3 separate regions of the Zea mays genome follow, and regions 1 and 3 are each linked to region 2. A link is a contact called in public Hi-C data. All regions are on one chromosome and are shown on one strand. The core of a region is the stretch at or near the end of the contact, and the rest is flanking DNA. Distances in the headings are between cores, read along the strand shown. Region 1 holds the start of LOC100194359. Region 2 holds the start of LOC100191905 (Peroxidase 64). Region 3 holds the start of LOC100284735 (glycoside hydrolase, family 28).

The links. Hi-C and Micro-C count contacts between places; a contact is called where the count stands out from the background.
Region 1: a Hi-C map of tassel shows a contact between it and region 2, with 5 times the contacts expected there. The contact joins the promoter of LOC100194359 here to the promoter of LOC100191905 in region 2. A contact is called at or near these places in 2 of 25 Hi-C or Micro-C datasets (ear and tassel).
Region 3: a Hi-C map of ear shows a contact between it and region 2, with 2.3 times the contacts expected there. The contact joins the promoter of LOC100284735 here to the promoter of LOC100191905 in region 2. A contact is called at or near these places in 2 of 25 Hi-C or Micro-C datasets (ear and tassel).

What each region holds. Positions count from the first base shown.
Region 1 is chr1:5,432,132-5,436,278 of Zm-B73-REFERENCE-NAM-5.0, forward strand. LOC100194359 reads left to right here and starts at 2,393. Exons shown (of 12, transcript NM_001139394.1): 1 at 2,393-2,584; 2 at 2,674-2,750; 3 at 2,921-2,974; 4 at 3,069-3,128; 5 at 3,227-3,304; 6 at 3,412-3,458; 7 at 3,553-3,593. The coding sequence starts at 2,431.
Region 2 is chr1:4,672,238-4,677,007 of Zm-B73-REFERENCE-NAM-5.0, forward strand. LOC100191905 (Peroxidase 64) reads right to left here and starts at 3,310. Exons shown (of 2, transcript NM_001137329.1): 1 at 2,537-3,310; 2 at 1-825. The coding sequence starts at 2,779. The coding sequence ends at 244. It also overlaps a transcript of LOC100381417 not described here.
Region 3 is chr1:5,383,163-5,387,510 of Zm-B73-REFERENCE-NAM-5.0, forward strand. It overlaps LOC100284735 (glycoside hydrolase, family 28), which reads left to right and starts at 1,418. Exons shown (of 6, transcript NM_001157630.2): 1 at 1,418-1,579; 2 at 1,705-2,019; 3 at 3,095-3,215; 4 at 3,300-3,474; 5 at 3,596-3,666; 6 at 3,758-4,348. The coding sequence starts at 1,553.

The sequences.
Region 1 (4,147 bases), core at 1,143-3,642, 760 kb after region 2:
AAAGCTTGAGAGAAATAAAGGCTTCATCTCTGTTCGTTTCCTTTGTAAGAGCATTAAAGAAGTTGTTGAAGCTATGCCAAACAAGACATAAACACTTCTATAGTTTATGTGCTTGATTTTAGATGATATGTAATTTTATCAATGATTAGTTATAAAAATATATTAAATGTCTTTTAAATTGTACTGAAAGTGTTAATTTAAATTTTTTAGTTGGCCAAAATATAGAAACTCTTAATATTATATGCATTTTAAAGTGTCTCCATCTCAGTTCTGAAAGTTCTGTTTGACTAAAAAAACTTATGCATTCTCTCTTGTGTGTTATCTTTAGAACTGTACCAAAATTATTGTTTGGAATTTTCAGTTGCCTGAAATATAGAAACTCTTAATATATACGCATTTAAAGTAGGAAAAAATCTCGAATTATTCCCCTGCGTGCCATTATGCAAGTTTGTAATTACTCATAAGCTATTAAAAAACTTGATTGGTCAGATGTGTAACTGGTCCGAACCTTTTTTTTACCCTCCATGCCACTCTTGTCAGATTCAACTCCAACAATGTTAAGCTATGGTGCGAAAAATCCAAAATACCCTCAGATCTGAATGTGCTAACATATTAAATAAAATAACTTAAAACCATTTTTATATAAAATGTTTTTACTAGACTACGTAAAATATATATATATTTTTATGCCTATTAGAGCAACTCCAAAAAATTAGTAACAGGTCATAAGGAACGGGATATCCAAAGTAGGCCCATAACTTGTGCCGGCCCAATTGGGTAAGAAGTCACGAGAACAGGGCCGACCAACTCCCGTCGAGCAACTGAACAAGGTGGACAGTCCGACCAACTCCTGTCGAGCAACTTTACGAGACGGACCAGCCGACGAACTCCCGCTGAGCAATTCGGCGAGACGGACTGGTCGACCAACTCCCGCCGAGCAACTCTACAAGGCGGAGAAACCAATGCCCATAACAGGCCAGTACACCTGTGGGCCCCAGTGCCAGTGTGCCACGACACCTGTCAAACGTTTGACAGGCGCACACCCATACTTGTCGACGTGAAATCGAGGTTGGCACTATTGACCCGCGCCAGGCCGCCAGCTACCATAAGTCACGTCGCCAATGAATACCGCATCGATTGACACCACGACACGCGCGGAGGAGTGACCGTGTCTCCATCGACGGGACGAGACATCACCACGTACGACCCATAGTGTCCCCCAACTCTGCACAGGGAGACCAGCCAAGCACCGCTATAGGAAGCCTCAGTATCGAAATCTCTACAATAACCCGCGTAGCGGACATGATAGAGCGATCCACCATAACGACCGTACCTTACGTATGTATCTGAAGGCGATGTCAGGGACCACGGCAGAGGGGCTCCCGTAGACAACAAATCTCACTCTGCTTTAGATCACCCAATACTTGTAGAAAGCCACCTCCTTAGACTATAAAAGGGGTTGACCGAACAAAGGAGAGCTAGAAGAATTCGCCATAGGTTTTCCTCTCCTTTTATTCTCACACTTACACCCATTGTAACACGATTCAAAAACAATACAAACGATCAGTGCTACACTACATGTAGGATGTGAGCCTAAACTAGTATAAACCTATCTCGATTCTCAAGTCACTTGATTCACCATTCAAAGTGAGTTCGCGCTAGCCACTCCCACCGAATCTAGATTGTACTGTGTCCCCGGTTTCTGAAACCACGACAACTAGTCATGTCATTTTCTAAAGGTAAATTTAGATATTATTAGAATAAAAACGTCTCCAATTGACTATACAAAAAGCTATTTAAATTTAGTAGCTCTCTATCCCTATAGTTTCACCCTTTATTTTTAGATAGTTGTTTCACGCGTCATACAAATTTTGAATTTATAGAGTCCGTTGAACTAATCTACTTCTTTTTTGTGAAATCTATTTTAGTAAGTAGATAAATCAGCAAATGGCTATTAGAAAAGTCACATCTTTATTTACAGAAACATAGTTTTTGTATATAAATACTAGATATCTCGATGGGATCTACAATTTTACAGTTTTAATTTTTTTACTTAAGATTATTAGAATTTCAAAAAATATTAGCACATTCAAACTTAATGGTATTTTCGATTTTTCTAGCAGGATTTGACTCCGTTAGAGCCAAATTTGACAATAGTGGCATAGAAACAAAAAAAGTTCAGACCAATAACACATATAACTAAAAATATATAAACATTAGTTTAAAGAAGTATAAACTGTGAATATTATTACGTAGGAGTCATGATACTGGCACTACAGTATCAAAACCTCGCACAGCCCGGGACACGTGATTAGGAAATGTGTTTCGTCGCGCTCATGGCGTAATAAAACACAGTAGGAGGCGCATTCCCACGCTTTCTCGGCTTCTCCATCCAGAGTGGATCGGGATAATAAGCGGCAGGACACCGTCATGGCTGCGCCGGCGACGCCGAGGCAGTCGCTGATCCTCCCACGTGCCTCCTCGCACTCGCACTCCCAACCCAGCGCCGGCGGGCTCACCTCTTACCGCGTCACCGCCTCCCACCGCCGGCGCGGCGATTTCGTTTTCGTCGTCAACCCCTTGGGTACGCTCCGCACCCCTACTCCTTTCCACCTCCGCTCCCGCTAGAAACCTTGCGAATCTTCTCTAAACGCCGTTATCTTCGCGGCGCAGGCGCCAATGGCCGCACGGGAAAGCAGTGGAAGCAGTTGCTGCCGCTTCTCCGCACCCGCCTCGCTGACCAGTGCAACGTAAGCCCTCGTTGTGCGTAACTTGCACAGATCGCTGCCTGATAACTTCTTGCACTCTGGGATTTGTATTTGACATCTGAAACCCGCGCTTGGTCTCTGATCCGGTGTCAGTTAGGCGCACTCACTCTCATCTCACAGAATGTTTCCTTTTATTGGTGTTGGCTGATCAGATTTGCGAGTGCATCACTTCGGGCCCATCCCATGCCATAGATGTCACAAGGGAGGTGCGTGCGTGACTGCGTGTCCCCTTGTCAAGTGTACTAGGTTCCACTTGGTAACTATTTAATCTAAGCACTGGTGATGTCCTAATTACTGTAGGCTATAAAGGATGGGGTTGATGCCGTGATAGCTGTTGGAGGTGATGGTACACTTCATGAGGTACTTTGTTTATTGCACAACCATGCTACAAACAGTTTTCCAGCGATTGATACTGGTATAACAGTTACAGAGTTGATGATGTTATTTTGAATATGTAGGTGGTCAATGGTTTCTTTTGGGAAGGAAGTCCAGTGTGTGCTCTGGATCGAGGGCCTGATCATTCGACGGCGCTGGGTGTGGGTACTCCTATTCCCTGCCCTTTAAGCTTTTAGTTTGGACGTTTGAACTTTGAACTATAAGAATGATCTCAATTGTTTCTTCTACATGACTTGTTCTCTGACAGCTCATTCCACTTGGAACTGGCTCAGATTTTGCTCGGACATTTGGCTGGTATATTTGTTTCCTCTCCTGTGCGAGCTACATATGACTTGGTTATTTGTTAACCTTTATTTCCTGTAAAATTGCTTTTGTTTCTTTTTACCAGGACAAATGATCCCCATGACGCGATTGATCGAATTGTGAGAGGTTTTTTCCTTGACACTTTCTCCTTTTATTGTGTTTGAAGTGTTATGTCTGTCTTTACTTTTTTCTTGAGCACGCATGCCTTTTTTTCTAGTAAAGTAGCACATAGTATGCTTTAATCAGAACAGAGTGATTCAATGTTACGTCTCTTGCATTACTGATTTTTGTGTTCTTAGTTGAAGAGAAATAATGAACCTCCTTTAGATCAAAGGCATTCACCCAGCATTATTGCAAAGCTTAACAAAAACCAATGATCCAGTGCTAGGGGGACCAGCTTTCAAATTTCAGGCACAATCTAAGCCAACAACAAGTCTAGTACATCTACTCCTCCCTCAACTACCCAGCAAACAAAACAAACAGAGTTTGGCAAAGTCACTCAAAACATCTGACCGCTATCTTAAGTTAGTTATTGGAGATCTTTTTGACCATATGTTCCGCCAAGTCCATCGATAAAGCTTGAGAAGAGGGTGCCAGGTCTTTAGCAGCATCACTGTCTTGTGGACGATCACTGTGGGTGAAAATAACAGCTTGTTATTGAAGACAGCAACAGCATCATT
Region 2 (4,770 bases), core at 2,060-4,559:
CTTAATAAAAATTATAAACCAAAAGGACAAAAGAAAGTGTAAAAAAACGCACAAGCTATATATAAGCAACTGATCCGTAGCTAGCACGTACTGTACTGCGTACACAACTACAGTTGGATCGATGGACACGTACGTACAATCTGAATCATTGGACCCCGCCACACCACTCTACGCCGTACGTACAGTTTCGTCGTATGATTTTAAGCACATGAGTCTACAGGTACATTCTCATGGATGAGCTAGCTAGCTAGCCACCCTGCAGTTGGTCCGGACGGTGCCGGCTGTGCCGGTGAGCACCTGTATGGCACCCATCTTGATCATGGCGGCGACGAAGTCGGTCTGGAAGGTGGCGGGGCTGTTGGTGTAGGCGAGCACCTGCGCGGCGGTGGCCGGGTCGGCGAGCAGCGCCTGGTCGGAGGCGAGCAGGCCGCGCCTGGCGACCAGGTTGGCGTAGTAGTTGGTGTCGAAGGCGGTGGGCGTGACGGGGTCCATGGGGAGGGGCGGGTCGGCGGCGCCGGTCCCCTGCGGCGGGCACTGCTGCGCCAGCGCCGCCAGGTACGCGGGGTCCATGGACGGGTCCTGCCCCGCGCCGCTGGGCCCGTACGAGTAGAGGCGGGGCGCGAAGGAGCTGCAGCGCGCCGCGCCCACCGTGTGCGCCCCCGACAGCGCCACCATCTCGGCCTGGCTCAGCCCCTTGGCGCCGAACGCCTGCGTCAGCTGGCTCGCGCTCGCCGTCGGCGGCGGCAGGTTCGCGCCCGCCTCCTGCGCCGAGGAGACGTTGCCGTCCCTCCGCCCCGCCGGCACCTGGTACGCGTCGCCCCCGACCTGCAACAAACGCAGCCAGAGACCAACACAGAAGCGTCAGCAAGAGAAGGCAGCCAACGCGACGCGAACGCCAGCTGAGGTGGCACGTGCGTGCGGACCCGGAACGTCCGGTGGGGCGGGCGAGACCGCGACGGCAGGGCATGTGGGCGTGCCGGGCCCGGGCAGGGCAGAGCACATGGGGTGCGCGTCGGATCCACGTACTAGAACCATGCGCCCGACGTGCCCACGCCGCGTTCCCGAGGCCGCCGCGCTGGTAGTGGTAGTAGTCTCGTAGCTTTCGCTCCTGCCTCTCCCTCCCGGTCACGAGACACGGACGTGAAACCGCCGCCGTATTGTCACGGTGGCTGGCTCGACGCGACGGTTCCGTGTCAGGTATAGCGGCGTGCTCTGTTTGGCAGCTGGGAAATGGAAAGTTCTGCTGCCTACGCTACGCTCTCTGGGCTACCTGCAACTGCCACGAGTGACGACGGTGTGACACCGACCTCACTCTCCTCTCGCCTGCTGAGCTGATGGTTCCCAACAAAAAAGAAAAAGGAAAAAAACTGTAGCAGCAACTTCGAGCAAGCAGCATGTTTAGTTTAACACTGAAGGCTATATCTGTTGGCTTAACCGTATCAAATCTGTTGACCAGCAGGTTTGATCCTGCCATAGAATCAGCTGAATCGAAGCCCAAGGCAAGTGGAGAATCCCTACCGCTGAGCAGTGCAGTGCACTCTCCCAGCTCCTAATGCCATCCTCACCTCCAGAAGAAGGTTTTCGAGGGAACTGGAGCTATGCTGAGCCATGGAGGGCGACACGACGACACGAGCATGTGCCGCCGCTGCTACGGACACCCACCGGCCGTTAGGTTAGGCCCGTGCGCGCGGTAACGTACGAACCGAGCCAAGCAAAACCGAGGTGCACCTAAAGCAAAAGGACGGCTCGCCTCGAGTCACCTTCTCTCCTCTCTGCCACCGTGTAGAGATGGCCAAACGGGCCGGCCCGGCCCGGCCCGGCCCGGGCCCGGTGAAGCCCGGCCAAAACCGGGCCGGGCCTGCTGAGCCATCGGGCTTAAGTTTCTGTCCAAGCCCGGCCCGTAGCGGGCCTAAACGGGCCGGGCCGGCCCGTTTAGCACGAAAAAACGGACCAAAAAGCGGGCTAAACAGGCCGAAAAGCACGTTTTAGTGTAAAAAAACGGGCTTAACGGGCTTAGAGGTAAACGGGCCGTGCCGGGCTAGCCCGCCGTGCCTAGTTTCCTGTCCAAGCCCGCCCACTTATTTTACCGTGCCGGGCTCGGACCGGGCCCAAAAAGCGGGCTTCGTGCCGGGCTCACGGGCCTCGTGCTTTTTGGCCATCTATACCACCGTGTGCCGGCCGTGCGTGCTTGCTTCCGAGGCAGTACGTGCAGTGCAGTGCAGGACATGGCATTGTTGGGTGGAGTTGCCAAAGGCTGGACAGCCTTCCATTCCAAAGCTGCTTTCATGGCAACCATCCATCCCCCACATCCTTTTATATTTGATGAAAAAGAAAGGAAGCGTCCAGAAAGGCGCGGCTGGGCCATGCCTCTTCACTCACGTACGTACTCACTGCGCGTGATCCTAGACCGATTTCGCTCTACCTTGGGATGGGAATAGTTTTGTTACGTTGTTACCTAGCGCTGACCAAAGAGAACCGGAGAAGCTGCTAGCTAGTGGAAGAGCAGCTAGCTAGTGAGGGGACGAGCAGTGCGTACCAGCGCGAGGGCGTCGCGGGCGGCGAAGGCGAGGACGTCGGCGCAGGAGACGACGCCGAAGCAGGCCTGCTCCAGCCGCGTCTTGGCGCTGTCGATGACCTCGAACCCGCGCAGGCTGGCGTTGGGCGCCGCGTCCTTCTCCGCCTGGTTGCCCGCCGACGAGTCCAGCAGCACCGACGCGTCGCACCCCTGCAATACCAATAATACGCGTAATAATGAACAGAGAGGAAGGAGGATCCACATGCAGCTACGCGCGCAATCGAGGCACCCGGCCGGCCCGTCCCCACAGTACGTGACACCACCACCGCCACCACCAACCACTTTGCATTGGATCACTCGAGGAGGGCGGCTAGCTAGCTTGCTTAATAATTAGCCGCTTGGCGCACTGACCCTGACGAAGCAGTCGTGGAAGTGGAGGCGCAGGAGGCCCGCGGCGACGCCGGGGTTGCCGGACGCCGCCTTGCTCACCTCCTCCTGCACGATGATCTCCGCCGCCGGGCACAGCGTGTCGTAGAACCCCACCTGCAGCTGCTGCGCCCGCGACACCACCGTCGCGACCGCCACCACCGCCGCCCACACGAGGGCCGTCGCCGCTCCTCGTCCCACCATCCTCCTCTCCGGCCTGGGGAGCTAGCTAGCGCTACACTCCGTCCGGCGGCTTCGAAAAGGCCACCTTTTCTTTCGCTCCTCACCTCGATCGCGCGCGTGTCGTCGATCGATCGGTGCCGCTGGTTTTTCTTCCTTCTTGCTCCGGTGACAGCTAGCTGCGCGGTGTGTGTGGTGGAGTGGAGCTAGTGGGACTCCGGTCGGTCCAGGCGGTTTTATATATAGGGCAACTGGCATAGTGGGGGTGCATGCACATCCCATGTGGGAGGGGGCCATCGATACTGCTTAGTAGTGTGGAGCCGAGGAGAGAGAGGGAGAGACGGGTGCGGGCCCTTGTGGTGTATGATTGATTGAGATTTGCGAGAGGGATGAAAGAAAAGAAAAGCAGACGCTCAACAAGGAAGAATTAAAACGATGCACGCATGGGATCTGTACAAATGGTCGTTCATGCCTTTTTGGGTTTTGATCTGCTGCACTGACGCATGATGGAAAAGCGTCCATCTTGTCGCCTGGCGACTTGCATTGGCGAGCTATCCTTCTGTTTTCAGAGTTACTATCCGGCATGGAACTTTCTTCCCAATTCCCATGCATGCAAGCTACGAATGCGTACAACAGTGGGTCATAAATTTAGGATTCATTATCATGAATCCTAACGTACATTTATGATTAACTTTGTCCGCCTCTATCTGTTTTATTTATTTCGTATGATTAACGCTCATAACTTTATAATAAAATACGTACAGATGTCGGCCCCGGTTGCTTGACAAAGTAAGGTAATCAATGTCAGTGCAGTGCTTATGAGGCATCATCATCATGTTCTTGAGAGTTTTCGTCGTCCACGACGAGCGTCAGCAGGCGGCCGGGAAACGCGCGATAGATCACGCCAGCTACCCCCAAATCCGCGGGCACCCGAACATGCATTTGTTTGCTTCGTGGACGGATTAGACTCCTAGCCGCGCGCCTACGTTACATTACATTATAATACTTACACGTACTGCATATGGATCATTGAGAAAGCCTTTCTTCAGACGCATGATTATGCCATTCTTTTTTTTTCCCCTCTGCGCCATATATATGCTTGGTATGAGTGCTAGCTAGTAGTAGTCCGTAACAAAGACAAGTTTACGAGTGCTCGTGCGTACACGTGTGGTTAGTTAGTTAGGAGCAGGCAGCTGACGAGGCCACAATAGATTCTGGCATCAGAAGTGGGGTTAAAAAAAAAAAAAGAAGCCTCACATCCGAGTGCCTTCCACGTTAAAAAAAAAAAGGAGGCAGAGAGCTTTTCTACAGCCGCGCCAGGCGCCATTCTTCAAGCTTTACCCAAAAGGAAGCATGGATGGATGCATCCACCAGTGCAGAGCCCGCCGTCTGGTCCACGCAGTTTGTTGGCTGGTAAAGCCGGGTCACGTACTGAAGAAAGAAAGATAGCTAGACTCTGTCTCTCTGAACCGAATGCATGGAATGCTGAAGATCTCTGAGATCTGAACCAGCCACTGCCGGTGTGGAAGCGGAGCTGGGAGCTGGAGACTGGAGTGGAACCTTCTTTTTTCACTGTTGTTTGTTGTTACAGCACCTTTTTTTATTATTGTTACAGACTGACACTTAGGTACAGCGCTGTGGTAACTGTT
Region 3 (4,348 bases), core at 168-2,667, 710 kb after region 2:
TCCTACCTTCGATGTTGAACCATCCCCCAAATCTTTCGAACCCCCTCTAAGCCCTTGTTCAGTTACATAGGAATAAATCCCACCATGAATTTAATATGGGTCTGGATTGGGTGAATTCATATGCCACAAAGTTAGCTATTCTTTTGATCCATGGATTCTAATATAAACTTGTGCAATATCTTAATAGATTTGTACCATATCTAATGAGCTATGGATAGAATTCATGTCTTCTATAGTTTAAAAAATTCATAAATTCTCGTGTTATAATCCATGATGGGTTTAACCGAATAAAAAAATGAATATGCTTGGATTATTTTGGGACATAGATTATGGTATGGATTTAATTCCAGTCTATTTTAATTTAGAGCTGGATTGGTGTAAACGAACAAGACCAATAATATAGAGTCGTTCCCTCCCAACTAGACTAAACCTGTGAAGTACGAGGAAAGAGTAGGGATCGAACACTACCTTCCATCATCCGTTTGTTAATACATGGTGAAATATTCCTTTTCTATTTTTCTCGCTTTCAAAATTTGGAAGTAACATTGTGTCTAAAACGTGTTACAAGCTCTATTGACTGTCTTCTACATATTTTGTCTCTACTTAGGGCACGTACAACGGCATTAAATATATTATCTTTAAGTAGCCATATAAGCAACAATTAAATGGAAAAAATCTAATATGGACGCTAATTAAGGAGGAGAGAGACATAGGTCATCCTTTTGTGAAGAGATAGCTTCGGCTCACGTTCCAATGTAAGAAAGTCTATGAAATAAAAAATTTCTAGACAGTATAAATAGACAACACACTATAACACTTGTTGTTTATATCGTCTTTCTGTTTTTTTAATACACATATAGACAACCGTTGTCTATAAGCTGCACATGCCCTTAGACGTTGTTTGTCCATGAAGTAAAACGAAATAGGGAAAACATCAATGGCGCATGCAAAGAATCCCGATCGATTCGCCATAAAGGCAACTACTCAAAATGTTTCCACTCAATTGCGCGAGCACAAAAGGGACCAGATTCGTCACACTGTAGACTAGTTTGGCAATTTTATTTTTTCAAGGGTTCAAAGAAAGGTGAACTATTTGTTCTTAGAAAAATGAGGTTGTTAAAGTAGCCCTAAAAGTTAACAAAAAAATTCCCAAAACATTTCACAAGATGGCTTGCACTTCTCACCTTGCCCTCGCTCACGTGCGTCATCTCCCTCCCTCCGTCGCTTCGCCATGCAAGGCAACTCGTCACGAGGCCGCTACCATCCGCGACATAAATCCATCCGTGCCGTATGGGCTTCCGTGCAACAGGTCCATAGGCCCGTGACCCAGACGCCGGTGAGCTCGCGCCGTGGACCGGGCCCACGCGCGCTGCCGTTTCATCACCACTTGCCACGTTTCTGGCCGTGGGATTTATGGCAGTAACGGGGCAAACTCGTAACTCTCTCCCGCGGGTCTCGGCCTCCTCTCCTCGGCTCGCTATAAGCAGGCTCCACCGCTTCCGCAATGGCCACCTAATTCGCTCGGCGTCGGGGGAGAAGAGAAGCGCGCGCGATGGCACCGGGAAGATCTCTTCGCCCTGTAATAATTCCCTCGCCCCCGCGCTGCATCTTCGATGACGGACCAAAATCCGGGACGATGTTTTGGTGGTCAGTCTCGTCAGTCACTGATCAAGCGGCATTCGTACGTGTTGGTTGTTTTTGCAGGCGGGGACGGCGGCGGTTCTGTGGGCGGCGTCGCTGCTGCTGCTGGCGACGTCGTGCGCGCGCGCAGGTGGCGCGTACGCGGGGCCGGGGTGCCGGAAGCACGTGGCGAGGGTCACGGAGTACGGCGCGGTCGGGGACGGGAGGACGCTCAACACGGCGGCGTTCGCCAGGGCTGTGGCGGACCTGGCGCGGCGCGCGCCCGACGGCGGCGCTGCGCTGGTGGTGCCGCCGGGGAAGTGGCTCACGGGGCCCTTCAACCTCACCAGCTGCTTCACGCTCTACCTCGACGAGGGCGCCGAGATCCTCGCGTCCCAGGTGAGTGAGAACCCAACCCCAGATCCTCCTCCCGCCATTCCGCTCGCCGCGCCCGCTGGCCTTCCCCTGCCGTGGCTACGCCGCCGCGCTTAGCCGAGGAACTGTCCCCGTACTCGTAATGGGCCCGTGACCGTGCGGGTGCGGTAGTTTAGCATGACATGTGGGGCCATTGAACACCGCTCGCAGACAGTCTCTTCATTCATCACGGATTCACGGGACACGTCCCGTCTGCGTAGGCCGTAGGCCGGTCTCTTTTTCACTAGGGACAACGGCTTTTGCCCTGGGGGACCCCGAACCCTTCTTTTCTAAGCAAAGCCACTGCCAATCCGACATATCTCTTGAACAGTTGAACTCAATGCCATGGTTCCATTCCATGACTCCTCTCTGGGCCTTGTGCATCACTGCTTTGTATGGCAGAATGCATAGCTTGCAGATCTGCACATGTAAATAGAAATGTTTGTTTGTAGTGTATCATTTATTGAGAATCCAGAACGTTTCATCAAGACATGATAGTATACATTTTTCCCTGGAAAGACCAGTGGTAAATGTTTGCTCCGTCTTTACTGAAGTTAATGTAGTCTGAGTAACGTAAGAAGGGCAATTAGAAACTTTTTAGTGCTGCTGGTGTAGCGTTGATGACTAATCCAAAACAGACCCAGGTTTGAAGTTCGTTGGTACACATTTACACAAAAACTAATAACTACCTCTCTCAGAAAACAAGATCTAGTAATTACTCTTTGTCTACCAAGGTGGCGCTTAAATATGTATCCCAAGGCAAGGACTCGGCTGGCTTTGATTGACACCCGACTTTTTGTACTAGTGCTTGGCAGTGGTTGCGACGCCGAAAGCAGAAGCTGTTGGCTAACTGGCCATTGAATACTTTGTAGTACAACCATTGATCAACCTGTTAGTAGAGCCTTGGCTTACCAAGTTCATGTGCTGTGATCCTCTTTTCCTTAGTTTCAATATAATGCAGACATGCTGGTTAGATTTGTTCTGCTACTGTCACCCATATCTTGTTTGCACCATTTGCATCCGTCCAGTGACCCCTATGCTGTTCATGTATCTTGTGCAGGACATGAAGCATTGGCCCCTCATAGCTCCCCTGCCGTCCTACGGGAGAGGAAGGGACGAGCCTGGCCCAAGGTACAGCAATTTCATCGGAGGATCCAATCTCACTGACGTCATCATCACGGGTACAGTATGTGTGCCTGCCTTCGAGTAGCGTATCCAAGGTCAGGTGGTAGCTGCAGAAGACTGATGAGCTACACAAATTTCAGGCAAAAATGGAACGATCAACGGGCAGGGGCAGGTCTGGTGGGACAAGTTCCACGCCAAGGAGCTCAAGTTCACCCGCGGCCACCTCCTCGAGCTCCTCTACTCTGACAACATCATCATCTCCAATGTCACCTTCGTCGACGCGCCGTACTGGAACCTCCACCCTACCTATTGCACGTATGGATCTCACTCTCAGCTCTGAAAGCCTAAAGTCACTGATCATCTGTTCCTGTGGTGGTTTGTGATCATTGTTTCAGTCAGCGGTGAATCTCACGTGTCATGCCACTGTTTTGCGCAGCAATGTGACCATCAGTGGCGTCACCATTCTCGCGCCGGTGAATTCGCCTAATACCGATGGAATTGACCCGGGTAGCTAGAGACCAGTTAGCTTCCTTTGACGCTGAGAAGTGAGAAGCACATGTTTCTGATTCTGAATTTCATTGCCTGTGCGTGTGTGCAGATTCTTCCTCGCGTGTCAAGATCGAGGACTGCTACATCGTCTCCGGCGACGACTGCGTGGCCGTGAAGAGCGGGTGGGACGAGTACGGCATCAGGTTCAACATGCCGAGCCAGCACATCGTCATCCGGAGGCTGACCTGCGTCTCCCCCACGAGCGCCATGATCGCGCTGGGCAGCGAGATGTCCGGCGGCATCCGCGACGTGCGCGCCGAGGACAGCGTGGCCATCAACACGGAGTCGGCCGTCAGGGTCAAGTCCGGCGCCGGGAGGGGCGGCTTCGTCAGGGACATCTTCGTGCGCGGCCTCAGCCTCCACACCATGAAGTGGGTGTTCTGGATGACCGGCAACTACGGGCAGCACCCCGACAACACGTCCGACCCCAACGCCATGCCCGAGGTCACCGGCATCAACTACAGCGACGTGTTCGCCGAGAACGTGACCATGGCCGGCAGGATGGAGGGCATCCCTAAGGACCCCTACACCGGGATCTGCATATCCAACGTGACCGCCCGCCTCGCGCCGGACGCCAAGGAGCTGCAGTGGAACTGCACCAACGTCAAGGGGGTCACCTCCCACGTCTCGCCCAAGCCGT